5 separate regions of the Sus scrofa genome follow, and all the other regions are linked to region 1. The links are chromatin contacts, called in public Hi-C, HiChIP or PLAC-seq and promoter capture Hi-C maps. All regions are on one chromosome and are shown on one strand. Each heading gives the region's core, a stretch centred on a gene start, on an enhancer-like site or on the middle of the called end of the contact. The rest is flanking DNA. Distances are from core to core; before and after follow the strand shown. Region 1 holds the start of CRYZL1 (crystallin zeta like 1). Region 2 overlaps ITSN1 (intersectin-1). Region 3 overlaps ITSN1 (intersectin-1). Region 4 holds the start of TMEM50B (transmembrane protein 50B). Region 5 overlaps ITSN1 (intersectin-1).

What was found. Promoter capture Hi-C pulls out the DNA fragments that hold promoters and counts their contacts. Hi-C and Micro-C count contacts between places; a contact is called where the count stands out from the background. HiChIP or PLAC-seq counts read pairs in DNA pulled down with a chosen protein or histone mark.
Region 2: a Hi-C map of embryonic fibroblasts shows a contact between it and region 1, with 3 times the contacts expected there. The contact joins the enhancer-like site here to the promoter of CRYZL1 in region 1. A contact is called at or near these places in 3 of 5 promoter capture datasets (fetal liver, fetal skeletal muscle and liver), 9 of 47 Hi-C or Micro-C datasets (brain, embryonic fibroblasts, epiblast stem cells and 6 more) and 1 of 2 datasets of contacts at active chromatin or transcription factors (skeletal muscle).
Region 3: an H3K27ac HiChIP or PLAC-seq map of alveolar macrophages shows a contact between it and region 1. The contact joins the enhancer-like site here to the promoter of CRYZL1 in region 1. A contact is called at or near these places in 1 of 5 promoter capture datasets (fetal liver), 3 of 47 Hi-C or Micro-C datasets (embryonic fibroblasts, heart right ventricle and subcutaneous adipose tissue) and 2 of 2 datasets of contacts at active chromatin or transcription factors (alveolar macrophages and skeletal muscle).
Region 4: a promoter capture Hi-C map of liver shows a contact between it and region 1, with 2.6 times the contacts expected there. The contact joins the promoter of TMEM50B here to the promoter of CRYZL1 in region 1. A contact is called at or near these places in 2 of 5 promoter capture datasets (fetal liver and liver), 1 of 47 Hi-C or Micro-C datasets (skeletal muscle) and 1 of 2 datasets of contacts at active chromatin or transcription factors (alveolar macrophages).
Region 5: a Hi-C map of liver shows a contact between it and region 1, with 13 times the contacts expected there. The contact joins the enhancer-like site here to the promoter of CRYZL1 in region 1. A contact is called at or near these places in 2 of 5 promoter capture datasets (fetal liver and liver), 4 of 47 Hi-C or Micro-C datasets (embryonic fibroblasts and liver) and 1 of 2 datasets of contacts at active chromatin or transcription factors (alveolar macrophages).

The regions. Positions count from the first base shown.
Region 1 is chr13:197,245,681-197,251,751 of Sscrofa11.1, forward strand. CRYZL1 (crystallin zeta like 1) reads right to left here and starts at 2,705. Exons shown (of 13, transcript NM_001098596.1): 1 at 2,657-2,705.
Region 2 is chr13:197,491,412-197,497,482 of Sscrofa11.1, forward strand. ITSN1 (intersectin-1) reads left to right here. Exons shown (of 42, transcript XM_021070946.1): 42 at 1-1,126. Among named protein-coding and RNA genes, the nearest start is that of ATP5O, 25 kb to the right of the region's middle. Within about 2 kb of position 2,675, at least 5 of the 83 cell types and tissues checked have an H3K27ac peak or open chromatin away from gene starts, as enhancers often do. A contact at or near this core is called in embryonic fibroblasts and omental adipose tissue, where this site is marked.
Region 3 is chr13:197,405,736-197,411,806 of Sscrofa11.1, forward strand. It overlaps ITSN1 (intersectin-1), which reads left to right. Exons shown (of 42, transcript XM_021070946.1): 20 at 525-539. Among named protein-coding and RNA genes, the nearest start is that of ITSN1, 110 kb to the left of the region's middle. Within about 2 kb of position 3,241, at least 14 of the 83 cell types and tissues checked have an H3K27ac peak or open chromatin away from gene starts, as enhancers often do. A contact at or near this core is called in alveolar macrophages, embryonic fibroblasts and subcutaneous adipose tissue, where this site is marked.
Region 4 is chr13:197,090,723-197,096,793 of Sscrofa11.1, forward strand. It overlaps TMEM50B (transmembrane protein 50B), which reads right to left and starts at 2,586. Exons shown (of 7, transcript XM_021070935.1): 1 at 2,427-2,586.
Region 5 is chr13:197,377,233-197,383,303 of Sscrofa11.1, forward strand. ITSN1 (intersectin-1) reads left to right here. Exons shown (of 42, transcript XM_021070946.1): 15 at 3,894-3,981; 16 at 4,120-4,259. Among named protein-coding and RNA genes, the nearest start is that of ITSN1, 79 kb to the left of the region's middle. Within about 2 kb of position 2,474, at least 14 of the 83 cell types and tissues checked have an H3K27ac peak or open chromatin away from gene starts, as enhancers often do. A contact at or near this core is called in fetal liver and liver, where this site is marked.

The DNA.
Region 1 (6,071 bases), core at 1,455-3,954:
GATTGGAGCCGCGCCTTCAACCTACACCATAGCTCACGGCAAAGCTGGATCCTCAACCCACTGAGCAAGGCCAAGGATCGAACCTGGAATCTCATGGTTCCTAGTCAGATTCATTAACCACTGAGCCACGATGGGAACGCCATCATTTTTTATTATAATGCATAAAAGAGAAGAAAATTATTTTGCAGAATACTACATTGTAGCATATGTGGATGTATGTGTTTTTGCTCTTCTACTCATAAAACTCTCCTTAGCTCAATGCAGTACTGTTTACTGGGTCTAGAAAAATCATAAAGTTGTCTTTGAAATATTCTATGTGAAGTTCCCAGGAGCAAGAAAACACTGAATTTTATCAATTAAAAAAGAAGATCTCACCGAATTAGAAGTCAGTAAAATATGCTATGCCCTGCACCTCTACTGAACACAAGGGCTCAGCGGCCACCTTCGGACCTTGCATTTCTTATTTTTGCACGTGGACTGTCTAGTTCTTTGGTCTAGAGTAATAGGACATTTCTAAACCGACAGTAACCTGACCATTAAAGATTCAAGAGGTCAACAGCACCTGGACTATTGCCTTACCAACATTTTCTAGACACCTGCTCCATAGAAAGTGCAACGCTAAGCTCTGGTTTAGAAGGATTCTCAGGACAGTAGCCAAGAAGGATTCTCAGGACAGTATAATTTAAAAGTTATAATATGGAAATAATAAAATGTCAAAAACTTTTTTGAATCTAAAAAATCTTTTTCACCAACTCCCCCACCCCTGCCGCCAAAACATTGTGATTCCATAGGGAAACATTTTAAGAATTCTCCAGCTTTCTCATCTTCTTCCTTCAAGAAGGTGCAAGAGTGAACCAATACATATTACTGCCCAGGGTACAGTAATGGTTCAAAGCCCTAAATATCTCCTTGAGGTTTTGAACACTCTTCCTCATTCTAGAACTTTGATTTTGAATGCACAGCACAGAGCATTGTAAAACTACCAAAACAGGAGTTCCTGCTGTGGCACAATGGGATCGGTGGTGTCTCTGTAGTGCCAGGACACAGGTTCCATCCCCATCCTGGCACAGTGGATTAAAGGATTCGGTATTGCTGAAGCTGCAGCGAAGGTTACAACTGTGGCTAGGATCTGATTCCTGGCCCGGGAACTCCACAGGCCGAGGGGTAGCCAAAAAAGAAAAAAAGAAAAAAAAAAAAGATTAAAACTACCAACATATTTTATTGCAACTGACATTTGAAACTGTTTCAAATTTGAATGTCTCAACCCCTGCCATAAACTGGAGGAAAGGTATCAATGAGTTGAAATTAGGGATTAAAGGGAATAATTATACATTGCAGTGGTTGATGGATAGGATTAGAAGTCATAAGTGAATTTACTCTGAATCCTGGCTTTCCTGCTTCTTCACTGTATGACTTGGCCTACATAATTCTAGCCTCCTGGGCCTTGGATTCCATACCTGTAAGACAGGTATAATTATAGCAGGTACCTCAAAGGGTGACTGGAAGGCTTAAACAACACATGCAAAACACTCAATACAATACCTGGCATGAAATAAGTGTTCAATAAATGGCGGCTATTTTTGCTCTTATTTCTGTAAATTGAGCAGAGAAATTGTCAAGTAGCTCCAAAGCCCATCTCACAGAGCAGTAAGGGGTTCTACCAGGTGCAACCTGAGCTTTATTAGCACCTATTAATTTCTGCAGTGGGTTATTATATCATCTAGATCTGTGCTGTCCAGTAAGAGAAGCTACTAGTGGTTAAGGAGCCCTTGAACTGTGCATTGTCAGAATTGTGGTGTGCTGTTAGTGTAAGATGCCCATCAGACTTCAAAGACTTAATACGAAAAAAAGAGAGACTGTATCACGTCTCCATTTTAAAATATTTGATTATGTGTCGAAATGATAATGTATTAGATATACGGGGTTAAATGAAACACTAAAGTTAATTTCATGTTTTTCTTTTCTTTTCTTTCTTTTTTTTTTTTAATGTGGCTCCCATTAAATTTGTACTCAGCAGAGCTGATGCAGAACGTTGCTGCTCATACAACGTGGACTAGAAGCACCTGCGAGCGTGTCAGAAATGCAGATTCTCAGGACCCGCCCAGACCTTTAAGACTGAGGTGATTCTCACGCATTGCTCCCAAATACTCTCTTTAGCTTCAATGTGATGGGCAAATCTGGCCCTACAGTTATATAAATGCGAATACACTCGCTTTAAGTAATTGCTCCCCCCCCAAAAAAATATCCCAAACACAAAAAACGTAAAGGAGGAGAAAGCGGTGATCGAGAAGTAAGGCAGCAAGAAAAAGACACTCAAAGTGTAAGAACAAAAAGATGCAAGAGGGGGAAAAATCCAACCTGGGAGATTCTGTAGAAAAGACCTTTCAGACTTCTGCCTCCATAAATGTGGAGGGAGCGGCAAACAGATAAAATCTACCACCGAAACCTGAAAGGACCAGGAAATCCTCAGTCAAATTAAGTCTTAACCGCCCCTCAGCGGCCTCAGCTAAGCTAGGCCGGGGCCCAGGAGGGTCTGCGGTTGGTGCGCGACGTGAACCACCATCCGCCCCAGGGCTGGACAGTTCCACGGGCCTTCTCGGATCTTTCGCCCAAAGCCCGGTTTCCCAAGACACACAACCCGTTTCTCCGCGCTCACCTGCTTCCAAGACGCCCCAACGGCCTGCACCTCCACCACCGCCACCTTCAAGGCCTTCTGCGGAGAGCCCGCCCCCTATGGGCCAGGAGATGCTCCCATTGGTCAGGCCGCTCGTCACTCTAGGAGACTCTCCGACTCTCGGAAGCTGTAGAGAACGCCATAGCAACCAAACTTGAAACTACATCTCCCGGCATGCTCTGAGGAGAGGCATCAGGGGCTGCCAATAAATGCGTAAAGTCCTAGTTGCCGAAGGGTTCAGTTTTATGCAAATTTCAGTTGAAGACCACACCCTTCCTCATTCCAACCGTATCTCCATCACCTTCCTTGGACTACGTCCCGCCTCCCTTTTGCGACCACATTGTTCTCTCCTTTAAACCTTCCGTTAGTTGAATGCATGCTAACTAGTGTCTTTCCTCCCACGGCAAGGACAAACACACTGAAATTATGGAACAAAATCTCCACGACCACTTGAAGAAAATCCCAGACCAGAAACCTCTAGTTACGCCTTCTGGAAGGGGGGCGGGGAGGAGGAGAGTCTTGCACACGTCCTCTTTGAGCTTGCTCATTGGATTACTAGGCTGTTACTCTGCCCTCTTCCATTTTTATTGGCTCCCTCTCATTGCGTTCTCCCCTGTGGGCGGGGCTAGAGGTAAGGGGCGGAGAGGAGGTGCGGGCCCTTTCTTTTGATTGGCAGCGCTTTTGTCCCCACCCACCTGTGGGAGGAGATGGAGGGGTGGATGGGAGCGGGGTAGGCAGCCGAGGGAGATGAGGAGATAGGCGGGAGCGAGGGAGCGAGGGAGGGAGCGAAGGAGGTAGAAAAGAGCGGAGAAGAGGGGAGGGAGCGCAGCTTGGTTGCTCCGTAGTACGGCGGCTCGCAAGGGAGAATCCCGAGCGGGGCTCCGGGACGCACGGAGAGGCGGGCGGGCGGGCGGGGATGGTGTGCAGGGCTGCGGCTCCTGCGTCCCTTCTCGCGGCGAGTGAGCTGCACTGATTTGTCTGTGGGGCGGCAGCGCGGACCCGCCTGGAAATGAGGTGAGGAGCAGGCTGGACCTCGGCGGCCTGGACCCGGGAGGCGGCGGGGGCGGGGGTCGCCGCGGGGGTCGGCGCGATGGCCGCCCGGGGCGCGCGTCCCGCGGGCCAGTGCGCGTCCCTCCGGGCACCCTTCACCCTTTGCCGCGCGCCTTGAAGGCGCGGCGCTCGCCACCCCTGAGCCTCGTCCTTCCCATCCTCCCGGGGGTGGCGGTGGGGCGGCCGGCTGGCGGTCTCTGGGAGGCGGGGGCTCCGCGGCGGATAGAGGGGGTGGCGGCCGCGGGACGCGCTTCGGGTTGAATGGGCATCCACAGCCTTGGCGGGCGGAGCGGGGTTCCTCCTTCCCTCGGGGGACATGAGGCGGTCGGTCCTTCTAGGGCTGACCTCGCTGCCCTCGGCCGCCTGAGCGTGGCGGACCGGCCAAGCCTCGCCTCCCCGCCGGCCTCCTGGGATCCGGAGCTCGCGGGGAGCGGCATCGCGCCTCCCGCTTCTCCCCCCGCGCGGCCTCGAGTCCCCGGCTCATCCCTTTCTCTCTTTCGTGTGCCTGCAAAATCCCTGTCAGTGAAGGGCAGTCAATGCCGTTTGGCCCTGAGTCCTCCTGCCGGGGCCGACTCTGATGGTATTTAACAGAAAGCTGCTCTCCTTCGGTGGGAGCGCGTCCCCGGTGTCTACCGCTTGCCCTTCCCTTCTTTACGCACAGACACGGTTTTATGGTGTGGACCGAAGGCACAATTGCGGGCTCTTGCTTGAACGAGGAAATGTAATCAGAATCCCCAGGAAAAGGAAACCAACGAGGAATGGGTCGCGCCTTCCTTTACTTCTTGTTTGCCTTTGGATTAGAAAGCAACTTCGTAGATTACATTTCCTATGGGCATCTTTTGTTGTGATTCAGACTAAGGGCTTTGCTTTTGAAGAAATAAATTAGCGGCTTCTCTGTTGAGTTGAAGGCTGTAGAGATTCTTGATAGACTCAATATGAAAGTTTCCTTTAGAACTTTGCCATCATCAGTGCTATTCTGAAGGCAGCACCAGCCTGAAATTTTAAATATATGCAGACTCCGGACAGATGGGTTTCTTTGTGCCTATCTGCTGGTATCCTTCTCTTAACGTTGGCATGGTCAAAACGTACAAATAATAAAAACAAGGACAAAATAGTATAGGCAATAAAAACAAATACCTTACCAAAAAATGCATCTGGAAAATCTCAATTCTGTCAACGGGGAGGCAGTTTTTACTAATCCCTTTGAAAGGATGAAGACCAGGCTCAGCGATCTCATGGATTATGTAGTGGACAGGATCTGAGGGCAGGAACCCGGGCCGTGGATCCAGCCGGCCAGCTGGTTTGTGTGTGTAGTGGCTACTCTTAACCTCTAAAATAGGAGGAATGTATTTGTCAGGATATCTTTATTATTAGGTGAGTTACGATGCAGAAGCTTAAACACTCCTCAAAGTCAGGATTGCTACCTATCTCTGAGAACAAAATACTATGTTTTTGTTTAAAATTTTAAATAGTTTACTTGAAACATTTATGTTGTTCTGATGTTTGTTTATGAAGAAAAAGCCGTTTAAAAAATATTGAATTCCTTCTGTAGTAGATTTGTAAAGAACCCAGAAACTTTTAAGTAATCTTAAATTGAGAAATAAGGACACTAATGGAGTGATGGTTTAAAAACTATTTAAAACTCATGTAAGTAGTTCCAATAAGAAGCATTTCTGATAGAATTTTTCTTAAAGGCCATTTCTTTAAAAATGTATCTATTGAAATTGCTGAGGCACATAGTACCTTCACAAAACTCTGTTATTATTCTGCCTGAGTAAGAGAGGAAATGAACAAATTTTTGATGTACTTTGGAACCCTGTGGATTGTTCAGATACTAGGCATTGTGAAATAGGGCATAAAATGAGTGGTAGCAAGTTCTGTGAAATGTTTGTCTTGCTTAGCTTTTTTTGTTTTTTGCAATTGACTAGCAATTTCCTTTTTTTTTTTTCTTTAATACTTATCTCTAATGTTGGTAGTAAAACTCTGCTTAAGTTCATCTTTTCCTCAAATAACTAGATTGAGGTAAATAAACTCAAATCTCCTAGGAAGGGGTTAAGGAGAAGGTGCTGGTAAATCCCTCTACACTTACTCATCTCTTTATTTTGCTGGATTTGTGAATTATAGGGAATTAATACAGGACAGTTGGGTGTATGTTATTCAGTTCACATTCCACTGCCATAGAGCTTTTCTCTTCTGGTCTTCTGAATGGTTCCACTTACTGGTGGGTTTCTCGAAATCTGGACCTCAGATCACGTATGTCAGCACTAACTGAGATGCTTATTAAAAATACAGGGTTTTGTCACCTCATTTCAGTATCAGACTCCCGGAAACTGATTTCCGGCAAGTT
Region 2 (6,071 bases), core at 1,425-3,924, 250 kb after region 1:
TTTTGCAGACCAGCTCTCCTGAAGGAACCATCCATATTCTGGTGCCCCCGGGGCAGGGTCTCTCTGGCAGGCAGGTGGGCAGCATCATCTGGATCCAGGTTGCCTGTGACCATGAGAGCCTGAGGCTGTGGCTCATTCAGATCCAGGGCTGGCCTGACGCAGGGAGAGAGACCTTTCTGGGCTGGGCTCTCCAGGGTTGCTTGAGAGACTGGGGCCAGGCTTCCCAGGTTGACTTCATGTAGTCCCCCTTGATCTCTGATGGCAGAGGAGAAAGCAGTGCTCCCATAGGACATTTGTGTTCAAGGGGGCATTTTTTTCTTCTTTGCTCTTTGAACAACTTAAGCATGACCTAAGTCTATGAAAGTACCTGGTCTTACCTGGTTGAGTAGCACTGAATTTAGTTGAGGAAAAAAAAAAAATCCCATCAGAAAATGGACAAATTGGCCATTTGCATTGTCTTTTTGACCCGGTGCCCCAAACTTCTGTCTCTCTAGGGGTTGCCTGGTGCAAGCATAAAGCCACTGACCGAGCAGGGACATTCTCGGATCCAAAGGGGCTGGAGAGCAAAGAGGCATGAATGAAGTGCTTCCGGTTTTATTTGAAAGGAGGCTTTGGAATCTAGTTGACAGTTTGCCAGTGCTCAGTATGAGCAGAAAAAGACTTCTCTATCTCTCCTCCGTTTTTTTCCCCCTAGTTGGTTGGGCTTTTCTGATTCACAAGAAGAATATTTGTTTTGTGTCTGTAAGGATTTTAAGAATTTCCGTGGGGAACAGCAAGTAGGTTTTCATTTTATTTCAGTTCATTGTATTCTCCCTTCTCTTTGGGGCTGGAGATGAGCTTCACAGCAGACATGGGCACTGTGACAGGGACACGTGCCTGCTTGACGGTGGCATTTCAGACTCGAGGGTCATGTGAGGTTAACGTTGGGTCTGCCTACTCCAGATGCACTTGCCTTATAAATTTAGAACCTTCTAGGCTGGAAAGTGAGGCGATGAAAACAGACAAGGCTGGCTCTCCTTCCTTGGCTTTTAGCATTAGGACTTTAATTCAGGCAGAAGCAGAACTGGTAGCAGAAACTGGTGATGTGCTGAAGCCCTCAGATGCTGTGGTCTGAGCTATCTTAAGAGGTTTTTTTTTTTTTTTTCTTTGCCCCTCCCTTTTTTTGGGGGTGTGTGTGTGCTGCACCTGCAGCATATGGAAGTTCCCTGGCTAGGGGTCAAACGGGAGCTGTAGCCGTCACAGCCACAGCAACACAGGATCCGAGCCACATCTACGACCTGCACCATAGCTCACCGTAATGCTGGATCCTTAACCCATTGAGCGAGGCCAGGGATCAAACCCACATCCTCATGGATACTAGCTGGATTCCTAACCTGATGAGCCACAACAGGAATTCCCCTAAGAGGTATTTGGTAAACAAATACTCCCTTCTCTCTGTACCGAGGGGTGCGGCAGTGCCCTCCGGGGCTTCTCCAGGATGCCGGGAATGGCACAGGTCAGCTGCCAAGACTCACCCTGCAGTGCCCCGAGCCATGTTTTATAGGGGCCACTTTGTATGGTGTCAGTACAGTGTGGATATTTACCGCACTTGGAAAGCAGCCGTTTATTTGAGCTAGAGGAAAGGAACATTCTAGATCTCCTGTCTCCTCACCCTGCTTATTGTTAGATGCAGGATATGTTTGTAGGTCATCAGGCTCAGCTAAGCTATGTAACCTGCTCTCTTTCGCAGCCAAAATCTATTCCTGAGAAACATGGAAAACGCATTCCAGATGAAGGCGAGAAAACCTCTAACAGCTCTTTACCTGGGGAGCATTAAAACCCAGAGGCCAACAGTTGCAAAGTCTTATCTCTGGGTTGTGAGCTCTCAGTCAAGTTCATTCAGGGAGTCCCTATCCTGGGCCAGACCACCCTCCCACGTGGTAAGGAGGGGGCCTGCCTTTGTGGCTTTCACAGCCTAATTGTAGATCTAACTTTAAGGCATTTGAACAGCACCCAATGCTTGTAAAAATTCATCTCCACTTCCAAATAATTATTTCAGTGACATGCAGATTCAATCACTTCGTCCACTAAAAGGAACCTTCTTTCATCTGAACTTTGGGAACCAGATAACACCCACATAGTACATTTTTTTTTTCAACACTATGTGTGGTTGTCATATTTCAGGGTAAAGCTGCCCCTCCTGGATGTCAGGGTGTTTTGTGAGTTGTTTTTAATAGGATTTTGTTCTACTTTCTATACCAGCCTATCTTGTTAAAATCATCTGAGGAGGGTGAATATTTTAGGATTCAAAGCCCACCAAATAAACCTGCTCAGAAGTGGGCTTATGTGGTCAGCCTTGAGAAAAATAAATGAGTGTTTCTCAGATATCTGCTGAGAATTACCCAGTAACCAGGGTTTCTTTTTATGCAGTGGAAAGAATGCATATTTTTCTTCCAGAAACTCTGGTTTGTACTTTTTTTCATTTAAAAGAATAACATGCCTGTGAGGTTGTGTTTCTAAAACTTTCTTCCTTTGCATTTTTCCTCTCCTACTCAAACCCCTTATTTCCTCCTGCTTCTCTAAACAGAATGGGGGCCTGGGGCCAAGAGGGTGATGCAGGAATCAGAGAAAGGGGGTGGCGGCTTTGCAGTGCCTGGTTAAGAGCGGGGAGCTGCCGTTCTACCCACGCTCACCGCTAGGGGGCGATGTCCCTGCTGGAAACTTGCCGGTTCCAAGGGCCGATCCCAGGGCGCTGGCTCCACCTACTGCAGCTCTGGGGCATTGCTCTTGTGTAAATCAAGGACTTGGGGAATCTGAGAAAGAAGGCAGGAGGGGAAAGAAAGTTAGCGATGGACGCGGAACTCGAACACACCTCTCCTGGGATACATGGTGACACTTTGCCTTTCTCTGCTGCTGAGCTTGGAGCCCCCAGTGGTCCTTAGCCTTCCTGTCTTTTCTGCATCTGCTTTGGTGAAGGCCCCAGAGATTTGGGGGCCTCCGCCGTGAGGTGGAGGTGTCCTGCTACTGCTGGGCCCACCCAGGGTGAGTTCACTGGAGGAGGCGCCCCCTCCCCAACAAGGGTTCTAGAAGTCAGGTCCCCTCTGCTTGGTTTGGATAAGAGAGTCTACCTGGAGACTGTCACCTGTGGAATTTCAGATGTAAAGGAACTGTTCGGGGGATGCAGATCATTGCATGGGGTGTGTGTGTGGGCGGGGGTGGGGGGGTGGTGGCCGTGAGTGGATATTTGGATTGACCATGAAAGCAGATAGATCTGACCCTCCCGGAGTTCACACTCATGACACGCTACATAATTTGCGGGCTGAGTGCAAAGTGAAAATGTGAGTCCCGTGTTCAAAATTATGAAGACTTTCGAGGTGATGACGGCAGAGGATTAGACCAGGAACCGGCCCTCGTAAGCACTGGGTCCCGCGTGTGACTGCGCAGGTCAGATGCCCGTGAACCCCGCCTTGGTCACATTGTGTTTTTAGTTGGTGTTCTAGGCAGATGGGGCTTCATCTTTTGCTTCTTCCTTTGTAAAGTCTCCCTGGCAGGGTGCAGAGAGGTGGGCCGATGAATTTTTCAAAATGTGTGCTTGTTAAAGCGCCAACGGTCTGGACCCGTCAGAGGGTAGGGGGCCCAAACCCCTCGTTGACAGATGCGTGGCCAGGGCGTGCTGCAGAGGGGCCCGCGGGCCTTGACCGTTTCACCCAATGACTTGAAATCAAACCCTTCCTTTTGGTCATTAGTCATCCACTGGGGGCTTTTCTTCTCTGAGCTGCTAGGACAGGGAGGCTTTTCCCCGTAATTTACTAGGTAATGGAGCGCGGGTGGAGCGGTGCTCAGTGCTCCTTCCCCGGGAGCCGGGTTGGACGCCGTTTCTCCATCTCCGATCCCTCGAAAGGGGACCGCCGGCTGCCTCCCTGCCGCTGCCTTGGCGCCCAGGTGGCAGGAGGGCTCCTGCTTCTGGGAGGCAGAGGCTTCCCAGCTGGGTTCTCCCCGTAGGATATCCGTGGCTTTGGAGCAGGGGGATGTGAGGAGAGAGGAAAGATCCCACTACCACGGGCCGTGGGGCGTGGCGGGGGTGGGGTGGGGTGGGGCAGCTGACCTTGGAGTTGCCCCTCCTGCCGTGCACTTGCAGTTGCTTTCTTTCGGTAGCATTTCCTAGACCTTGGCTGGACCCTCCCAAACCTTTGCAATTCTGCTCGGTCTTTGCTAGTCAATTTCACGTCTATGCACACAGAGCAATAATCCCATCTATGTTTCTAGATTCAGTCTGGGATTATAAAGTTTACGAGGTAAAAACATTCAGGCAGTGGAACAGAAATGTCAAATTCATCTCCTGTGGATTTGACAGTGTCACTTTGACTGAGATGGCAAACCCTAGCCTTGTTTCTACGGGTAAGGCAATCACGCAAACTACTGAACTTTCAGAAAGCATTTTCTAGAGGCGTTGAATTAATATTGTGTCAGTGTTTGTTTTCCTGAATGAATCTTTTGACTTACGTTTTACAAATCAACGCCCTTCAGATATCATCTGCTAAGGAGTCACAATATGGAAAGTAGATATTCTAGCAAGATCTTTGGTAATAGTACTTATTTTAACACATGCATTTAGGACATACATTGCCAAGAGCCCAAGTGTCTTTGAACCATAAAACCAACCTCAAATCTTGTCTGCTGAAGCCCAGCAAGGTCTGTACCCTTCTGCTCCCCTTCTTCAGAGCCTACCTGGATGGAGAAGTTGGCGGCCACATCATTCATGTCCTATTGCCTTAGCTAAATCAGCTTTCTTATCCTCACAGAAGTAGGCGGTCAACATAATGTGTAAATACATGTATACAGATGAGAATCTGCGGCGAAAACATCCTATGTATGATAATCAGTTCTCAGCTTCTGGTTTTCTGCATTTTCTACAGTTTCCAGCTAAGAATAGTGCAGAATTCCACTACATAAAGTGAAAAAGTTATGCTCTGTAGATGGTTTGTCCAGAAATCCCTGCTGTATGTTTATGGGAATGTCCATGACTCAATGTACATATGGTGTGTAAGAGGTTATGATGTTAAATGTTGCATAAACTAACAGATTCTGTAGTTATAAATATTTAACTTGTTATTGTAAACTGTGACGTCATTGAGAGATTATTTTTCTGTATGTATATGAGAGTATTTTAGGAATCTAATTTAAGTGCATAAAACTATAGAAAAGAAAATTTAAAAACCTATGCCAGGAGTAGGAAAATACTTAATCAGATTACTTGGGTTTGACCCAACTAAATTTCTTATATGAAAAAGAAAATCTGAGTGGCATATGTTAGGAAATCAAAGAAGTCATTTTGGGGGGGCATAGAATGTGATACATTTAAATGAAATGGGTGGTGTGGTGATAAAATGATAAGTATCCTCTAGCCATGACCTTGAAGGAGACCCCGGTGTTTCATTAAACAGGTTACATATTCAGGAGGGTGGTAAGTTCAGGAAAGACTGGAGGATTGAGAGCCTGTTTCCCATCAGATCCATATGATGTGCCCAGAAGCTTCTGTGGGTTCTGGCGGGTCAGTCAGGACTCTGGGGTGGACCCAACCATCCTTCTAGAGAGTTCCGAACATGGGAGGGAGGCCACCCCTTGACCTCCCGGTCACCCTTAGCAGTTCTCTTTCTGGGTAGATTCAGAACATCTCTTTGGTGTTTGCATTCTCCATGAAATTTCCTGGGGGACCCTCACTGCCTTTGCCTGGGGCATGGCTGGGTGGCTCGAAGGAGGGATTTCAGGGCTTTCTGGGCTTAGCTGTTTCTGGCATGTAGAGTAGGCAGCACAGAGCAGCCTCCTAGCTGCCTGTGTCCCTGGGGCAAGAGACCTTCCTCCTGTCCCCCTTCCCAGAAAGGGTCAGAGGTTCAGGCTGCATCTAGGGCATGGCTTTCTATCCTTTGGCACCAGAAATGTCCCCACCGGCCACCTAGGGAGGGATGGAATGCAAAATCCCGTGAACCTCAAGGTCTGAGGCCCCCCCCCTCCCCCCCTTCCCCCCCCCCCCCCCCCCCCGCGCCAAGAGCTGCATTCAGAAGGCATTTTGGGAGCTGGCAACCCCGCGACTC
Region 3 (6,071 bases), core at 1,991-4,490, 160 kb after region 1:
ATGGGTGCTCAGCTTCTTCCCGTCGTCTCTTTCCTCATGGCCTGAAGCTGCTCTGTGCCTCCTGCCTGGTCTTTGAAATTCTGTGCCCTTTAAAGCCAATTAATTCTAAATTATCTAAATACCATGCAGTAGCGGCAATCTAAGCATTATGAAGAGACAATACCACATGCCATAGTTGTTTTTCATACCGTTTAAAAAAAAAAAAAAAAAAAGTCTAACGTTTTTGAAACTGGATTTTGTTGCCACACCAAGATGCAGATAAGTAATGTTCTCTTCTTGAGAAAAGGGTTACAAAATGTTATGATGGGGAAATGTTACAGATGATCTCTATTTTAATGAGTCAATGTTGCTATTTTTTGGAAACATAGTCTTGTTATTAATGATACTGAGTCCTTTGCCTCAAACTGGTTAGTTAAGCACCAGCCCCCCCCTAGAAAAATAGAGTGTGGATATACTGTGAGAATGAAACCTTTCATTAAACATGTGTTTTGCCTTGCTTTCAAACCTTTGCTTTCCTGGTGGAGGTTAAAGGGGAATGGGTGAGTGTCACTGACTGTCAGGAAGTCTGCATCTTATTAAATGTTTTGTACTCTTAAATCACTTTTATTCTGTGTAAGTACACATCTTTGGGTGTTGTCATAAGTAAAATATGTTTTGAGTTTGTGTAGTAGGTTGTGCTTAAAATTAAAAAGGAAGAAGAGGAGTTCCCATCATGGCGCAGCGGGAAGGAATCTGACTAGGAACCATGAGGTTACGGGTTCGATCCCCGGCCTCGATCAGTGGGTTAAGGATCCGGCATTGCCATGAGCTGCGGTATAGGTCGTAGATGCGGCTCAGATCTGACATGGCTGAGGCTGTGGTGTAGGCCGGCGGCTACAGCTCCAATTAGACCCCTAGCCTGGGAACCTCCATATGCCACGGGTGAGGCCCCACAAAGACGAAAAGAAAAAGGAAAAAAAAAAAAAAAAGGAAGAAGAGAAAGCTGTAAGAGCACTAGGTTTCTCTTTGCTAGATTCCATGTAAGGACGGACTCGAAGGCTCCATATTGGCAGATTATTAGGTCAAGTCTCTGTCTCAGGTCAATGTCAAAAATAAGTTCCACGTAGGTTAAACTTAAAGGATAAAACTCCTAAAAAAATTTTAAGGAGGATGTTGGAATAATTTTCTGGCTAAGAAATACCATTCTGAGTTAATACCAGAAGCCAAAAATGGACAGATTTGACAGTACTAAAATTAAATCCCGTAGATCACAAGATACGTAAGATACACAGTTCACTCTCCATGTTAGCAAAGCTCTGAAAAGTTAACATAAAAGAAACCCACAACTTTTAACAGTTCCCTGAGGATGTAAAGAGAGATTCACAGATGATGAAAAGTAAATGATTTTTAAGATACACAAAAATATGCTTCTTTCTTTGGTGATCAGAAAGATACAAATTTAGGAGTGCCTGTTGTGGGCTCAGTGGTAACAAACCTGACTGGTATCCATAAAGATGTGGGTTCGATCCCTGGCCTCGCTCAGGAGGATAAGGATCCGGCATTGCCACGAGCTGTGGCGTAGGTCCCAGACGTGGCTCGATTCTGGCATTGCTGTGGCTGTGGCTTAGGCTGACGACTGCAGCTCCAATTCCATCCCTAGCCCGGGAACTTCCATGTGCCATGAGTGCAGCCCTAAAAAGCAAAAAAAAAAAAAAAAAAAAAGAGAGAGAGAGAAATACAAATTTAAATAATGAGATAGTGTTTTTCATTTCTCAGCTGAGCAAATTTCAAAGTTTGATAAAATCCAGTGTTGTCGGGAGTGGACGGAAGTGGGTGTAACATTCATTGTCAGCATGGTTGTTTCAATTTGCCAAGCCATTTGGAAGGCCGTTTGACCATACCTATTCAGATGGAAAGTTCTCATTCCCCTTGATCATGGAATTCTGTTATTCTCCCTTCTCTAGGCTGTTTTTGGCACATGCACAAATACATGTGTAAATGGATGTTCACTGCAGCATGGTTGGTAAAAGCAGAAAAGAAACAGTCCCATATCCACCAGGAAGAAACCGGTTTAAATCATTCATGGTATAGCTAAACAAAAAATGTAATAAAGATGTTTTTAAAAATTATATAGATCGGGAGTTCCCGTTGTGGCGCAGTGGTTAACGAATCCGACTAGGAACCATGAGGTTGCGGGTTCGATCCCTGGCCTTGCTCAGTGGGTTAACGATCCGGCGTTGCCATGAGCTGTGGTGTAGGTCGCAGACGCAGCTCGGATCCCGAGTTGCTGTGGCTCTGGCGTAGGCCGGCGGCTACAGCTCCGATTGGACCCCTAGCCTGGAAACATCGCATATGCCACGGGAGCGGCCCAAGAAATGGCAAAAAGACAAAAAAAAATAAATAAAATAAAAATTATATAGATCTGCATATACAGATAAACCCCATTAAAACAGCAGAAACAATATGTAGAGTATAATTATATCTGATTAACTAAAAACCATATGGGTGTGTATGTGAATGGTTATATGTATATAGTTCACAGTTTCACAATGTAGGCATCAAACTTAACAGTAGTTACCTCTGGGGAGTAGAGAAGGGGGCTTTCATGCTTAATGTTATGTACTTCCATTTTCATACTTACCAGAGTTTCCACATTTGTAATTTTTAATACAACACTTAAAGTAAATCCAGCTTTGACAAGTATAACAAGAATGTCTACCCAGGCCTGGAAGAATATTTGTTTTATCTCAGACATCCCGAGTATGGAACAAAGGGACACTGCTACTAGGGGTACTGTATTCTCTTGCTGAAGGGACAGCGATGGTGTCTTCATTTTATACCACAGAAGGCAACACGACACCCTCCATGCAGTTCCCATTGTGGCACAGTGGAAACAAATCTGACTGGTACCCATGAGGATGCAGGTTCGATCCCTGGCCCCTCTTAGTGGGTTGGGGATCAATGTTCCTGTGGCTGTGGCACAGCCTGGGAATTTCCATATGCTGTGGGTGCTGCCCTAAAAAGAAAAGAAAAGGAAAAAGAAAAGAAAAGAAAAACACCCCAAATGGAATTCAAGTATATTATCTTTGTGATGTTAATCAGTATCCAAAAAAGAGGAAACTGATATGTAATAATAATTTTTTTTTTTTTTTTATTTCATGAAGTTAAGAAACATGCTCATGAAAAATATGCACTCGAACATGCCTCCCAGCCTGTGCTGGTTGACTAATCAGGAGTTCACTTAGTTTTGTGGGCACGGTAATCAGCAGAGTCTCGGATTTCTCAAACTTCTTTGAAAAATAGCTAACTATAGCTCTTAGGTTTTAGGAGTCCAGCAGCATTTCCTGTTTTAATGTAGTCAGTCTTGGAGGGAGGCTCTAAAAAATATTTTGCTTTTGAAAAAAGCTTGATTCTCAGCCCAGTTTTCACCAGAAATATTTTTTCATGATTAACAAAAACGAAAGTGGTATTTTATAAACGGTCCTGTTCTAAATGATGTTGATAATACAAAGAAATATAAGATACTGTGTGCCAGCTGTGTGTTTAAAATCATTTTAGAAAAATAGGGAGGGAGTTGCTGGTGGCCTAGCGGTTAAGGATTTGGCATTGTCATTGCTATGGCTCCAGTTTGATCCCTGGCTCCAAAATTTCTGCATGCTGCGGGTGCAGCCAAAAAAAAAAGAAAAAGAAAAATAGAAACACAGGAAAAGGGCAATGTATAGTGATGTTCCCAATGAATGCTCACTAACTCTGCTAGGAATTTGAAAAGAGAAAAGGGGGGAGTTCCCTGGTGGCTCAGCCAGTTAAAGATCCAACATTGTTACTGCCATGACTCTGGGTCGAACCCTGGCCCAGGAACTTCTGCATGCCATGGGTGTAGCCAAATAAAATTTTTAGGAGTTCTTATTGTGGCTCAGAGGAAATGAATCGGACTAGCTTCCATGAAGATGCAGGTTCAATCCCTGGCCTCACTCATTGGGTCAACGATCCGGCATTGCCGTGAGCTGTGGTGTAGGTCACAGACACGGCTCAAATCTGATGTGGCTGTGGCATAGACTGATGGCTGCAGCTCAGATTTGATCCCTAGCCTGGGAACTTCCATATGCCACGGGGGTGACCCTAAAAAGACAAAAAAAAAAAAAAATTTAAATAAATAAAAGAGGAAAGGAATCAGAGTAAACTGATGTACTTAGGGAAGACTTCTGAATGGAAGCATCTTAATTGACATGACAAGGAAGTTTGTGTGCCTCCTGGCTTTGCTTATTTGCTCCTAATCTTTTTGTTTGTTTGTTTGTTTGTTTGTTTTTTCTCTGTATTCGAGCCACACACCAGGCTTATAGAAGTTTGACGACTAGGGGTTGAATCAGAGCTGCAGCTGCCAGCCTCTGCCACAGCCACACCAGGTCTGAGCCTCATCTGCAACCTACACCACAGCTCTTGGCAATGCTCGATCCTTAACCCTCTGAGTGGGGCCGGGGATCGAACCCGAATCCTCATGGATACTAGTTGGGTTCATTTCCACTGAGCCACCATGGGAATCCCTCTCTCCTAATCTGGTGTTTCTCCACAATGGATTGGCATTTCGAGTAAAGTTTTTCAAATCCAGAAAGAAATATTTATCATTTTCTTATGGCACCCTTTGTGCTTTTTCTAAGTGGTTCATTTAATTTAGTGGGGTTTGGGGTTTTGTTTGTTTTTTGGGGTTTTTTTTTGTTGTTGTTGTTGTTGGTTTTTTTCTTTTAGGGCTGCACCTGTAGCATATGGAAGTTCTCAGGCTAGGGATTGACCCGACCTGCTGCTGCCAGCCTACACCACAGCCACAGCAGTAGGGGGATCTGAGCCACATCTGTGACCTACACCAAAGCTCAGATCCTTAACCCAATGAACAAGGCCAGGGATCAAACCTGAATAGGATACTAGTTGGGTTTGTAACCTGCTGAGCAGTGATGGAAACTCCGTAATTTAGTGTTGAGAGTGAATTTTTATTATATCCTCTGAACCTTAAAATTTAATCACTCATTAAAATTAATGGATTCCTATAAGAATAAATCAAACTAATTGAGACTATTGCTCATTCAAGTTGTTTTTTTGTTTGTTTGTTTTTTTCCACTGCACTTTCAATGCAAGGAAGTTCTCGGGCTGGGAATCAAACCCAAGCCTCAGCAGCAACCTGAGCTACTATAGAGACTATGCCAGATCCTTAATCTGTTGCACCATAGCGGAAACTCCTGTTTATTCAAGTTGACTCCTGAATCTCCCTGGCTAAAAGTGAAATACTAGAGTTCCCTGGTGGTGCAGCGGGTTGAAGATCCAGCGTTGTCACTGTGGCTTTGGTCATTGCTGTGGTGCCAGCTGGATCCCTGGCCCAGGAACTTCCACGTGCCATGGGCATGGCCAAAAAATGTATTTTATTTTATTTATTTATTTTTGCTTTTTAGGGCCACCCTTGCGGCATATGGAAGTTCCCAGGCTAGGGGTTGAATTGAAGCTGTAGCTGCTGGCCCACGCCACAGCCACAGCAATGCCAGATATGAGCTGCATCTGTGACCTACACCACAGCTCACAGCAACACTGGATCCTTAGGAGTTCCTGTCGTGGCTCAGTGGTTAACAAAACTGACTAGGAACCATGAGGTTGCAGGTTCAATCCCTGGCCTTTCTCAATGGGTTAAGGATCCGGCATTGCCATGAGCTGTGGTGTAGGTTGCAGACGAGGCTCAGATCTGGCGTTGCTGTGACTCTGGCATAGGCTGGCAGCTACAGCTCTGATTAGACCCCTAGCCTGGGAACCCCCATATGCTGTGGGAGCGGCCCTAGAAAAGGCAAAAAGACAAAACAAAAACAAAAAACACTGGATCCTTAGCCCACTGAGCAAGGCCAGGGATTGAACCCACAGCCTCGTGGATCCTAGTCGGGTTCATTAACCACTGAGCTAGGAAGTAAATGCCAAAATAATTTTGTTTTAAAAAGTGAAATACAGATTCCACTATTGCCCTGAAGGGTGGCTGAAACTCTTGTTTGTAGGATTAGAGGCTGACTGGCACCCGCTCCCCTTCCTGAGTCACACAAGCCCCTTTCAGTGGTGAAGCCTGC
Region 4 (6,071 bases), core at 1,336-3,835, 160 kb before region 1:
ATGTTCTGCTCACGGGTTTTTTGGGTACCTGAGATACATTTGTAACAACAGAAACTTACTGGAAAAGAGAACAAGAATTTATGCTACTGCTGAATATCCAAGGGGGTTACCACAGGAAGGTATTACACAACATATGCCTCTTCATATTTTCTCTTCCTGAAGGCCCTCTCTACCCATTCCTGCCAGGCCAGTCGAATGAGTCAATACAGCCTTAAAGTCAACACCACTAAGTGCTAACAAGGTGAATAAATCCACCATTATTTAACCTGGTCCTCAAATATTTTGTGATCCAGTCTCTAAATGCAAAGAGACAAACAGATTCTAAAAATGCATATGAATCAAACAAATTAGCTACTGCCTTTAAATGATAAAATCCTTTCCGATTTTGTCACTACTGTGGCTGGGGTTCAGTCCTTGGCCAGGGAACTTCTGCATGCCACAGGTGCAGCCAAAAAGGAACAAAATAATAAGGCATTAAATTATAAAATCCTATCAGTTATAAGAAGTGAAAAGAGCACTAAAATTATACTTTAAAATACAATTATCTGTTTAAACCACCTACCTGAAACTTATCCTACAATGCCAAAAGGATTTTCATCCATAATGGTGAAAACCCAGAAACAACCAAAATGATCATCATTAAGGGATCGAGAAAATTTGAGTATTTCCAGAGTTCCCTGGTGGCACAGCAGGTTAAGGATCCATGGCTGTCACTGCTGTGGCTCAGATCACAGCTGTGGTGCAGGTTCCAACCCTGGCCTGGTAACTTCCACCTGCGGCAGGCATGGCCAAAAAAAAAAAAAAAATTAAAGAGTACATCCAAACAGTACATCCAAAAATGAGATAGGTCAGCATGTACTAAGTTAATGTATCTTTAATTTTTTTTTAAGCTAATGTATCTTTATATTAAAGTAGTTGCCCAACAGTATTATGGCACAATCCCCTCCTAGGGACTGGAATTGAGGATGTAAAGTATGCAACGTCCAAAATCAAGGAAGTCTAACTTTTTTCTTGATACTCTTCTGCGCACTCTGAATTTTTTACTTGATGTTCCTCTGTAATATTTTTAAAATGTTTACAACCTGAATATATTGTAATCACTTAAAAGGAGCCGATAAGGATAAAATAATAAGATAAATTCTTTACCTTAGACTCCAGAAAATGAATTCGGAAATAATCAGCCAGTTAAGGCTGCTGTGATCCTAGCGGGCAGAGAAGGATGGGGGGTGGGGAGGGCGTGTCTCCGGAAGAGAAACACGACATCCTTCCCCGGCTCTCATTACACCAGCTTTTTCCTGCCGCATCATTATTCAAGAGAACGTCTTGTTTTCATTTTAAGAACGAGGAGGCCTGCCACACTATTACCGGTAAAAAATGCCTAACGTCTGTTCTACGTCTGAACAGTATGACAGAAGAGAAGACAACTGACCCTGACCGAAGATGATGTAAAAGAAGCGTGACAAGCCTGGGAGTAGGAGGCTTGGGAAATGTTAAGAAAGGGGATTTATATAAAGTGCAAGTCGGTGAAGAGTTGGCGCGAAGAGGTGGGACACTCCGAAAAGAGAAATTAATGTCTTTGAGAGGTATAACGCTGGTTACACATTCACTCCAATCGGAGCTTGACTCTCCCCAACACACACACACACACACACACACACACACACACGCATGCACAGCGCTAGCAGCAGGGAGCGAGCGAGGACAATCTCATTACTGCTTTGGCTTTAAAAGGTTATATATTTACCTTTCCGATTAAGCACCTTCCAGTGATGAACTCGGAAGCCAATTTATTGGTTAAAAACCAAGCGTCTTCCCCAGCACAACTACCATTGCTACCTGGGCTACGCTCCTCATCTAAAAGGACACTCAACACTTTATGATTAATCCTGGAAAGAATGTTGACCCTCCTCTATTCCCTCTTTCCACCTCTGTCCCTACTCTCCTAAGGAGCGAGTCGGAAAAGTCCACCAAACACTTAACAACATCGCCAGCAGAGGCTGAGACCAAACGGGAGGGGTGAGCAAGTCCTCGAAAGGCCCCCAGACGCCGAGTGCGGGCCGCACGTCTCTCCCCTGCGCCGGGCACCGCGGTGAAGCTGACAGGTTCGGGATGGAAACCTGTGCAGATCCTCCAGGGAAGCAAGTCGACGGCGAGATAACGCGGCGTAGCTGCCTGCCCCGGCCGAACGCGCTCCCCGGGCGCCCAAGAAGACATGGGCTGGTGAGCAGGGAGCGGCGGAGGCCCCCGCCCCGCAGGCCGCCCGTATGCTCCGCGAACCCGCTCCGCCCCGCGACGCCGCGCACCGCGCACGGGAAAGGCCGGGCGCTGTCGTCCCTCGCAGGCCGGGCCGGCTGAGGACGCCTCTCCAAGAGCAGGCGGTGGGCGCTAGCCCCCAGCACGCCCCGAAACTGACTGCCCGCACTCACCCGGCTTCCCCCACGCCCACGCCAACGCGAGGCGCGCGCGCAGAGGAGGAAGCTGCCGTGCAGCTGTCTAGCCCGCGTCCTCCGCTCCACTTCAGCCCCCGGGAGCCGGGAGCGGGCGGCGGGCGTGAGGCGAGGGCGCCGGTGGGGCGGGGCGCGGCGCCGTGCGCAGGGAAGCAACCAATCGGCGTGCAGCAAGTGGCCGGCCGGAGGCGGGGCAAGGATCTAGGGGCGGGGCGAGGCAGCCAAGGGGCGGGGTGAGGGCGGTCGTTCTGCGGCCCCCTGGGAGCTGCTGGCTGGACTCTGCGCCTTGTGATTCGCGGCAGCGCTGACCTGACCCCTCTGTTGTTTTCTGGGCGGCATCAGTGCTGCGTTTCCGCTCAAGGACTTCAAGTGCAGCATCGGTGAAATCACACGTGTGGGAGGAGCCCAAGACCTAGAGAGCGGAGGTTGTCTTTGCCCCTGGGTTAAGCGGCTTTGACCGAGAGCAGCCCAGGGTAGGGCGTGTACTCCAGGAGGTTCTCAGAAACGGGGGGTCTCTAGAAGTGACCTTTTCCAATCCCTAACGCTCAGAAATGGAGGCCTAGAAAGGTGAGATTTCTGGTCCAAGGCTACCAACTAGTACAGCAACCCGAAGTTACCGGTACAGTACAACTACGCCTTTTATTTTTTGCTTTTTTTTTTTTTTTTTTTTTTTTTTTGGTTTTTCTATTTTCTTACTAGGGCCGCACCCATGGCTTATGGATGTTCCTGGTCCCCAGCCACAGCAACACGAGATCCGAGCTGCATCTGTGACCTACCCACAGCTTGCAGCCAAGCCAGATCCTTAACACGCTGAGCGGATCAAACCCGCGTCCTCATGGACACTAGTTGGATTCTTAACCCGCTGAGCCACAACGGGGAATTCCCTACAACTAACTAGTCTTAATTCTGTTCTTATGTTTTCCTGGCTATCTACCAGATTTTTGCTTTCTCGTGGTCCAGTATCTTCCTACTGTCTCCTTTAAAGAGGATACATCTTGAATTTTCAGTGTAACTTCAATAGCCTTTGAAAGCCTGGTCTGAATTTCCTACAGAATATAAAGTGTAATTAGTTATTTGGGGAAAAGACATTGTGTAAAAGTCCAGGTATTTTCAATGGGATTCTAAAAATGTTTTCCCCTGAAATATAATGAAATAAAAGGTTTTGTGTTCCAAGTTGTCACAAAATGCCACTCTCTTATATTCCTGTTACTCCTATAAATCTTATACATGTAAGAGAAACAACCTCTGCTTTTTATTTTTCCACTATCTCTCAGTTCTCATTTTCATGGATGTTATTTTTCTATCTTTTATATTCTGTCATTTGGCAAATAATACATTTGTAGTTATATTACCCATCATCCTGACACATATGCTAGGATCTAGATGCTCAGTAATTATTTGTTAAATAAATTACTTTTGAAACATTTGCAACCTTAAAACTAGTTAGATTACTGATCTATAAAAGTTGACTTTTTAAAATCTTACTTTTTGGGGGCAGTTCCCATTGTGGCTCAGCAGGTTAAGAACCCAACATAGTGTCTGTGAGGATGTGGGTTCAATCCCTGGCCTCGCGTGGTGGGTTAGGGATCCAGCCATGCCACAGCTGCAGCTCCAATTTGACCCCTAGCCCTGGAACTTCCATATGCTGCAGGTGCAACTGTAAAAAGAAAAATATAAATAAATAAATAAAATATTACTTCTTTTTTGAGTGTTATATTAGAATGAGGTTGGCTGCAAGAAGCAGGGGGAAACAACTACAAAATAACAGTGGCTTAAACAGAAAGCCACTGGTATCTCCCTCATGTGTATAAGTCCAAAGTTAGTCTGGAGCTGTCCAGTGTCACTTCGCAGGGACAGATCCAGCCTCCTTGTTGCAGCTAAGAGAGTCACACATGTATTTATTTATGCATTTGGAAGATAGCCTCTGTACCCAGTGTTACCTCCTGGTCCAAGGGAGCTGCTGGAGCTCTAGCCATTATGCCTGCATTCCAACCAGCAGATGAGAGGACAAAGGGAATACCCTCTCTAAGAACTTTTCCCGGGAGTTCCTGTTGTGACACAGTGGAAACGAATCCAACTAGTATCCTTGAGGATGCAGATTAAATCCCTGGCATCTCAATCAGTGGGTTAAGGATCCATCGTTGATGTAAGCTGTGGTATAGGTCATAGAGGCAGCTCAGATCCCGTGTTGCTGTGGCTATGGTGTAGGCCTGCAGCTACAGCTCTGATTTGACCCCTATCCTAGGAACCTCTATATGCCCTGGGTGCAGACCTGAAAAGCAAAAAAAAAAAAAAAAAAAAAAAAAAAAAAGGAGGGAGAGAACTTTTCCCAAAGTTTGCATTATATCATTTCTGCTTTCATTCTGCTGGCAAAGACTTAGTCACTGGGCTACACTAAACTCAAGGAAGTCTGGAAAATAGGGTTTCAATACTGAAAAAGGAAGGAAGAACAGATACTGGAAGACGAGTAGAAATCCATAGTCTCAAATCTAATCACTGTTTAAAGTATTAAGTATTTTAAGATTCTCCAAGACTTTGAAACTTTATTGCAGAAGAATATCTGTGAGCAAATTCTTTTTTTTTTTTGTTGTTGTTGTTGTTGTTGTTGTTGTTGTTGTTGTTGCTATTTCTTGGGCCGCTCCCGCGGCATATGGAGGTTCCCAGGCTAGGGGTTGAATCGGAGCTGCAGCCACCGGCCTACGCCAGAGCCACAGCAACACGGGATCCGAGCCGCGTCTGCAACCTACACCACAGCTCACGGCAACGCCGGATCGTTAACCCACTGAGCAAGGCCAGGGATCGAACCCGCGACCTCATGGTTCCTAGTCGGATTCGTTAACCACTGCGCCACGACGGGAACTCCAAATTCTTTTTTTTATATTTTTTATTTTTTTTAATTTAATTTTATTTATTTATTTTTGTCTTTTTGCCATTTCTTGGGCTGCTCCTGCGGCATATGGAAGTTCCCAGGCTAGGGGTCCAATGGGAGCTGTAGCCGCTGGCCTACACCACAGCCACAGCAACGCGGGATCCAAGCCACGTCTGCAACCTACACCACAGCTCACGGCAATGCCAGATCCTTAACCCACTGAGCAAGGCCAGGGATCAAACCCACAACTTCATGGTTCCTAGTCGGATTTGTTAACCACTGAGCCACGATGGGAACTCCTCTGTGAGCAAATTCTTACCTCCATGTATGAAGAAAGATGTTTCTACTGACCTACCATTAGGATGCACATGCTTTGAGTTGCCTTTCCAGATGTGAGTGGGGACTTACCCTAATGCAGCTGATTTCTCTATCATTCTATAAGCCTCTACTTCACAAATAGAGTCAAACATGTATATATCTATGCTTTCAAAAATATGGGCATTTGATGGAGTTCCCTGGTGGCTCAGCAGCTTAAGACATAGCATTGTCATAGCTGTGGCATGGATTCTATTCCTGGCCTGAGAACTTCTGCGTGCCTCAGGCAAGGCCAAAAAGAAGGAAACAAAATGGGCATCTGAAAGATATTGGGGGAGTTCTCGTCGTGGCTCAGTGGTTAACAAACCAGACTAATATCCATGAGAATGCAGGTTCAATCCCTGGTCTCACTCAGTAGGTCAAGGCTCTGGTGTTGCCAT
Region 5 (6,071 bases), core at 1,224-3,723, 130 kb after region 1:
ACTTATGGCTCCTCATGTGATCTGTCTCAGTTGAATATTCCATATGCACTTTAATAATGTGAACTCTGTTGAAATTGGGTAGAGTATCCCCAAAATGTCAGTGGATCAAGTTAATTCATGGTGTTGTTCATGTCTTCTTTGTCCCTACTGATTATCATTGCGGTCCTAATCAATTTAAGATATTAGGATAGGACATATAATGTTTAAGTATCAGAAGTTCACTGCTTGAGATTGTTTGGAAATACTTAAGGATGCATGCACCTTTTAAAAGTATATTCTTCTATATGATTCACACTCATCTTTATGTGTCTTGCATTGACTATAAGAAGTTTCGTAAAATATTCCCTTGGAAAATTGAGGAGTGAAGGCCATGTGTTTATTTATTACCTCATCAAATGCTATTATGTCCAAACATAATATTTTTATTATTTAAGATTGATGCTATGTTCAGTTATTGATAGTAAAATGTAAATCAAGATTCCTGAAAAAGGAGTGAAGTGAAAAATAATAATATGGTTTGAAGAAAGCCAGGTACATAGTAGGCAGGGAGATACTTTTCAGGAATTAGCGGATTCTTGCTATGCATATGAGTCACGTAACTCTCCTATTGCTTTGACCTATTTTAGAAACTTAGGTTGTACATTTAAAAGTAATGTTTATAGGGAGTTCCCGTTGTGGTGCAGTGGTTAACGAATCTGACTAGGAACCACGAGGTTGAGGGTTCGATCCCTGGCCTTGCTCAGTGGGTTAATGATCCGGCGTTGCCGTGAGCTGTGGTGTAAGTCACAGACTCGGCTCAGATCCCGCGTTGCTGTGGCTCTGGCGTAGGCTGGCGGCTACAGTTCCAATTAGACCCCTAGCCTGGGAACCTCCCATATGCCGCAGGAGCGGCCCAAGAAATTTAAAAAAAAAAAAAAAGTAATGTTTATATAAATAAAACAATCTCAGTGATCTGTGCCAGGTTTCATCTTTTTTTTTTTTTTTTTTTTTGCTTTTAAGGGCCACACCTGCAGCATATGGAAGTTCCCAGGCTAGGGGTCTAATCAGAGCTACAGCTACCAGCCTACACCACAGCCACAGCCACACCAGGTCTGAACCACACCTGTGGCCTGTACCACAGCTTACAGCAATGCTGGATCCTTAACCCACTGAGCAAGGCCAGGGATTGAACCTGCATCCTCATGGATACTAGTCAGATTCGTTTTCACTGAGTCACGACAGGAACTCCTGAGGCTTCATCTGCATACTTCATTGTTTGTCCTGGTTTAGGAAAGAAACTTTGAAGTTTGGGTAGGGATCTTGCCTTAATTCAGCAAATAGAATAAGAGGAGAATTTCAGTTGGTTATGCATTTTGGGGAAAATGATCTGATTTGTATGTTCTGTTTTGTCCAAATTTGGGTGGATGGGAAGGGCTAACATGTGTCTGTGTGGATTATTCATATGAGAAGATGCTTTCACGTCTTCCCCACTGAGCTGTGTCTCTGTGCTGTTCAGCCATATAGTACGCAGAGATCTATTACACACAAGCCAGTCTGTATCGCATGGTGGTGGTTCCAGAGAGGACTGGTTCTTAGCCTCTCGTGGAAGGTGGTATTTGTTTGTTTGTTTGTTTTCTTTGGGGAGAAGCACCTGTGTCATATGAAAGTTCCCAGGATAGGGGTTGAATTGGAGCTTCAGCTGCTGGCCTACCCCACACCCACAGCAATGCTAGATCCAGGCCAGGTCTGTAACCTTTACACCTCAGCTCTCAGCAATGCCAGATCCTTTAACTCACTGAGCAAGACCAGCAATCAAACCTGTATCTTCATGGATAATAGTTGGTTTCCTTTTTTTTAGTCTTTTTAGGGCCACACCTGAGGCACGTGGAAGTTCCCAGGCTAGGCGTTGAATTGGAGCTGTAGCTGGCAGCCTGCACCACAGCCACAGCAACGCCAGATCTGAGCTGTATCTGCAACCTATACCACAGTTCCTGGTAACTCTGGATCCTTCACCCACTGAGTGAGGCTGGGGATCGAACCTGCATCCTCATGGATACTAATCGGATTCATTTCCGCTGAGCCACGACAGAAACTCCCATCAGTCAGGTTCTTAACCTGCTGAGCCACAACAGAAACCCCCCAAGTTTTTAATTAAGACATTTCTATTTTTTCAACCTAAAAGTTAATGCTTAGAGATATTTTTCTTAAGGTAAAAATAAAAGTCACCTGTTCCCTAATAAAGGCTGGAAAACCTGACCTTTGCATAAAATGTGTAAAAACTGTATTGAATAATTTCAGCAGAATGTAGGCAAATACAGTTGCTTGTCAAGTCACCCATGAAAACTCCAGACAGCTAGCTGAGATCCTAATTATTAAAAATCTCTTTTTTGATTTCTGTTTCCAGCTTCAGGTTTATGTTAATCCTCAGTTCAACCCCATTAAGGATCAAAGTTCAGGACAGAATAGTTCCTGTGTAAACTACTGAGTCACTGTACAAACACTGAGGTCACCTCGTTTGCATTTGATCCCAGTGCAATTGGGAGATTATTCTCTTGTCTGCTGAGTTGTACTTTGGGTACATTTTTTAAAGCTTATAAATAGGCAGTCAGTCAACAAAAAAATCAGGAGAGCTATAACTGTTTTAACTTTATTTCAGTGAAAAGCATTTGGCAAATATTTGATTCCTTGGCAGGAAAACAAGAACCTGCCTGACCAGTGAATAAATGCAGCTTCACCATAGAGGATTTGGGATGTGATTAGGAGTCTTTTTTTGTTTTTAATAATGGTTTTTATTTTTTCCATTATAGCTGATCTACAGTGTTCTGTCAATTTTCTTTTTTTTTCTTTTGCCTTTTTTGCCATTTCTAGGGCCACTCCCGCGGCATATGGAGATTCCCAGGCTAGGGGTTGAATCGGAGCTGTAGCTGCTGGCCTACACCAGAGCCACAGCAACACCAGATCCGAGCCACGTCTGCAACCTACGCCACAGCTCACGGCAACGCTGGATCCTTAACCCACTGAGCAAGGCCAGGGATAGAACCCGCAACCTCATGGTTCCTAGTCGGATTCATTAACCACTGAGCCACGACGGGAACTCCTCTGTCAATTTTCTACTGCACAGCAAGGTGATCCAGTCACACATACAAGTATATATTCTTTTTTCTCACATTATCATGCTCCATCACAAGTGACTGGACATAGTTCCCAGTGCTATACAGCAGGATCCCATTGCTTATCCATTCCAAAGGCAATAGTCTGCATCTATTAACCCCAAATTCCTAGTCCCTCTCACTCCCTCCCCCTCCCTCTTGGCAACCACAAGTCTATTCTCCAAGTCCATGATTTTCTTTTTTGTGGAAAGATTTATTTGTGCCGTATATTAGATTCCAGATATAAGTGAAATCATACGGTATTTGTCTTTCTCTTTCTGACTTACTTCACTTAGTATGGGAGTCTCTAGTTCCATCCATGTTGCTGCAAATGGCATTATTTTGTTCTTTTTGATGGCTGAGTAGTATTCCATTGTTTATGTGTACCACATCTTTCTAATCCAATCATCTGTTGATGGACGTTTGGGTTGTTTCCATGTCTTGGCTGTTGTGAATAATGCTGCGGTGAACATGCGGGTGCATGTGTCTTTTTCAAGGAAAGGTTTGTCTGGAGATATGCCCAAGAGTGGGATTGCTGGGTCATATGGTAGTTGTATATTTAGTTTTCTAAGGTACCTCCATACTGTTCTCCATAGTGGTTGTACCAATTTACATTCCCACCAACAGTGTAAGAAGAGGGTTCCCTTTTCTCTACACCCTCTGATTAGGAGTCTTTGAGGGATGAGAAAACTGCCTGCCTGGACTTTGGATCTAAATAAGGTCATTTTCTCCCTCATTCATTGCTATCCTCTCTTTCTCTCCTAGGAGTCTCAGCAAATGCTTGGGAGACTTATTCCAGAAAAACAGATACTCAATGACCAATTAAAACAAGTTCAGCAGAACAGTTTGCACAGTAGGTGTTTTATTTCTAAAGTTGGCATTTTCCTTTTTTTACTGGCAAGAACTTCCTTAATTGAAAGGACAACACGACAAACCATTTTTCCTAACTGCCAGGTTGTTTTTCTCATCTTGCAATGTTTTTCTCAAACAGGAGATTCGCTTCTTACCCTCAAAAGAGCTTTAGAAGCAAAAGAACTAGCTCGGCAGCAGCTCCGAGACCAACTGGATGAAGTGGAGAAAGAAACTAGATCGAAACTCCAGGAGATTGATATTTTCAATAATCAGCTGAAGGTAACAGTTCTGTGTTTGCCTACCTGTATGTGCTAGTCTTTAAGTTTTCTAACTGGCTAGGTGATTCGTAGGTATTTGATCCCAGGCAGAAGCATTTATTACGCAGGTTTGTCGGCCTTTATGAAAGCCTTCACAGTTATGAATGAACATTAAGCAACCTGAAGTTGAATTTTTCTCCTTTAAAATATAAAAGTGAGGAGTTTCCGCTGGTGGTACAGTGGGTTAAGAATCTGACTGTACCTGCTCGGTCTCTGCAGAGGTGGGTTCCATCCCTGGCCCAGCGAGATGGGCTAAAGGATCTGGTGTTGCAGCACCTGCAGCACACGTGGGTCACAGCTGCAGCTAACATTCAATCCCTGGCCCAGGAACTTCCATATACCATGGGTGCAGCCGTAGATATATATATATATATTTATGCTGGATACAACTTTGCTAACTTACAGCTGAATGAGTGGCCCCAACATGATGTCTGTCTTTTATCTGAATTCCATTTTGACGTCTCCATCTTTCTGTCTATTGAAAACTACATCAAGTTGAATTCCAAAAGCTAGGCTCTAAAAGCTTCATCTTTCTTATGTTCTTTGAAGACTGCTTAAAAAGAAACAGTTTTCTCTTCTAAAAATAAGAGTTTTTCTGCCACTTCTTACCTTCAGAATTGTCCTTAAATATAGATCTTTATCTTGTTACCTCACATTTTAAAATTTTGTTGTTTAAGGGAGTAACTGCTGTTGTCTCTGAGGCAGAAGTGGTGTTTGTTTTTGCCATATTTGCACAGGAAAACTCAGGAAAATGTCAAGGCTGTTAGGGAATGTAGAAGTGGTTAGATCACAGCCTTTTCTGATTTGGTGTTTTTGATTTAACTTTGCAACTTTATCACCTTAAGGATGATTATCTTTGTAAAAAAAAACTGCAATGCAAACAGATTATTTCCTATCAACAGTGATCATATACTTTAGATTTAAGTAGATATTGGCATTTTAAATCAATTATGTTATAAAAATCAGATTTTACACTTCTCTCAAGTATTTTCTTTTTCCATTGTAAATCCTTTGTACTGGATTCTGGCCAGTTTATCTTTTGATACTAAGGAAAAGTTAAAATCCTATTTGTCATTAGTAGAAATAGAAAAACAAAAGCATATTTGAGATTTTTAGTTGACTTTTGAATTGAGATTCTAGGCCAAATTGTCTAGACATTTGAGTTTGAAGTATTTGTACCAAGTTGCTGTGTGTTTTTTTTTTTTCCAGAGTAGTAAGTAATGAACTCAATTGTACAATTCCAGGGAAATGATCTTAAGGAAAATATTACTCGAGCCAACTTAGTATTTGGAGGGTTTTTTATTTTTTTCCCTTGCTTTCATGATTACAACGAAGTATGTATTTTGTATGTATGTGTGTCTATTATATATATATTTGTTTCGTATTTGTACACATATGATTATGTGTCATGTGTAAGTATTGGAAGTACAGCTGTCATTCCTCCATCTCAAGAATAAGTACAATAGAAATGCTCACATTAACTCGCACTGTGACTCTTCACTGTTTCAAGCAAAAAAAAGATGGCACTGTTGCAGCTTGTCATCCTTTTTGATAGTCTCGGTATACTGTTGGAATATAAATTGTTCAATATTCTGGAATCTTCTGAATCCAGGCAGTAGTCCAGATTTCTGTCTTAATCTTAAGATTTCTTCCTCTAAAAGTTCAGATTTTTTCTTTGCTTTTTAGTGTGGCACCCGCCGCATAGGGAAGTTCCCAGGCTAGGGGTTCAATTGGAGCTGTAGCCGCTGGCCTGTGCCACAGCCACAGCAAAGGG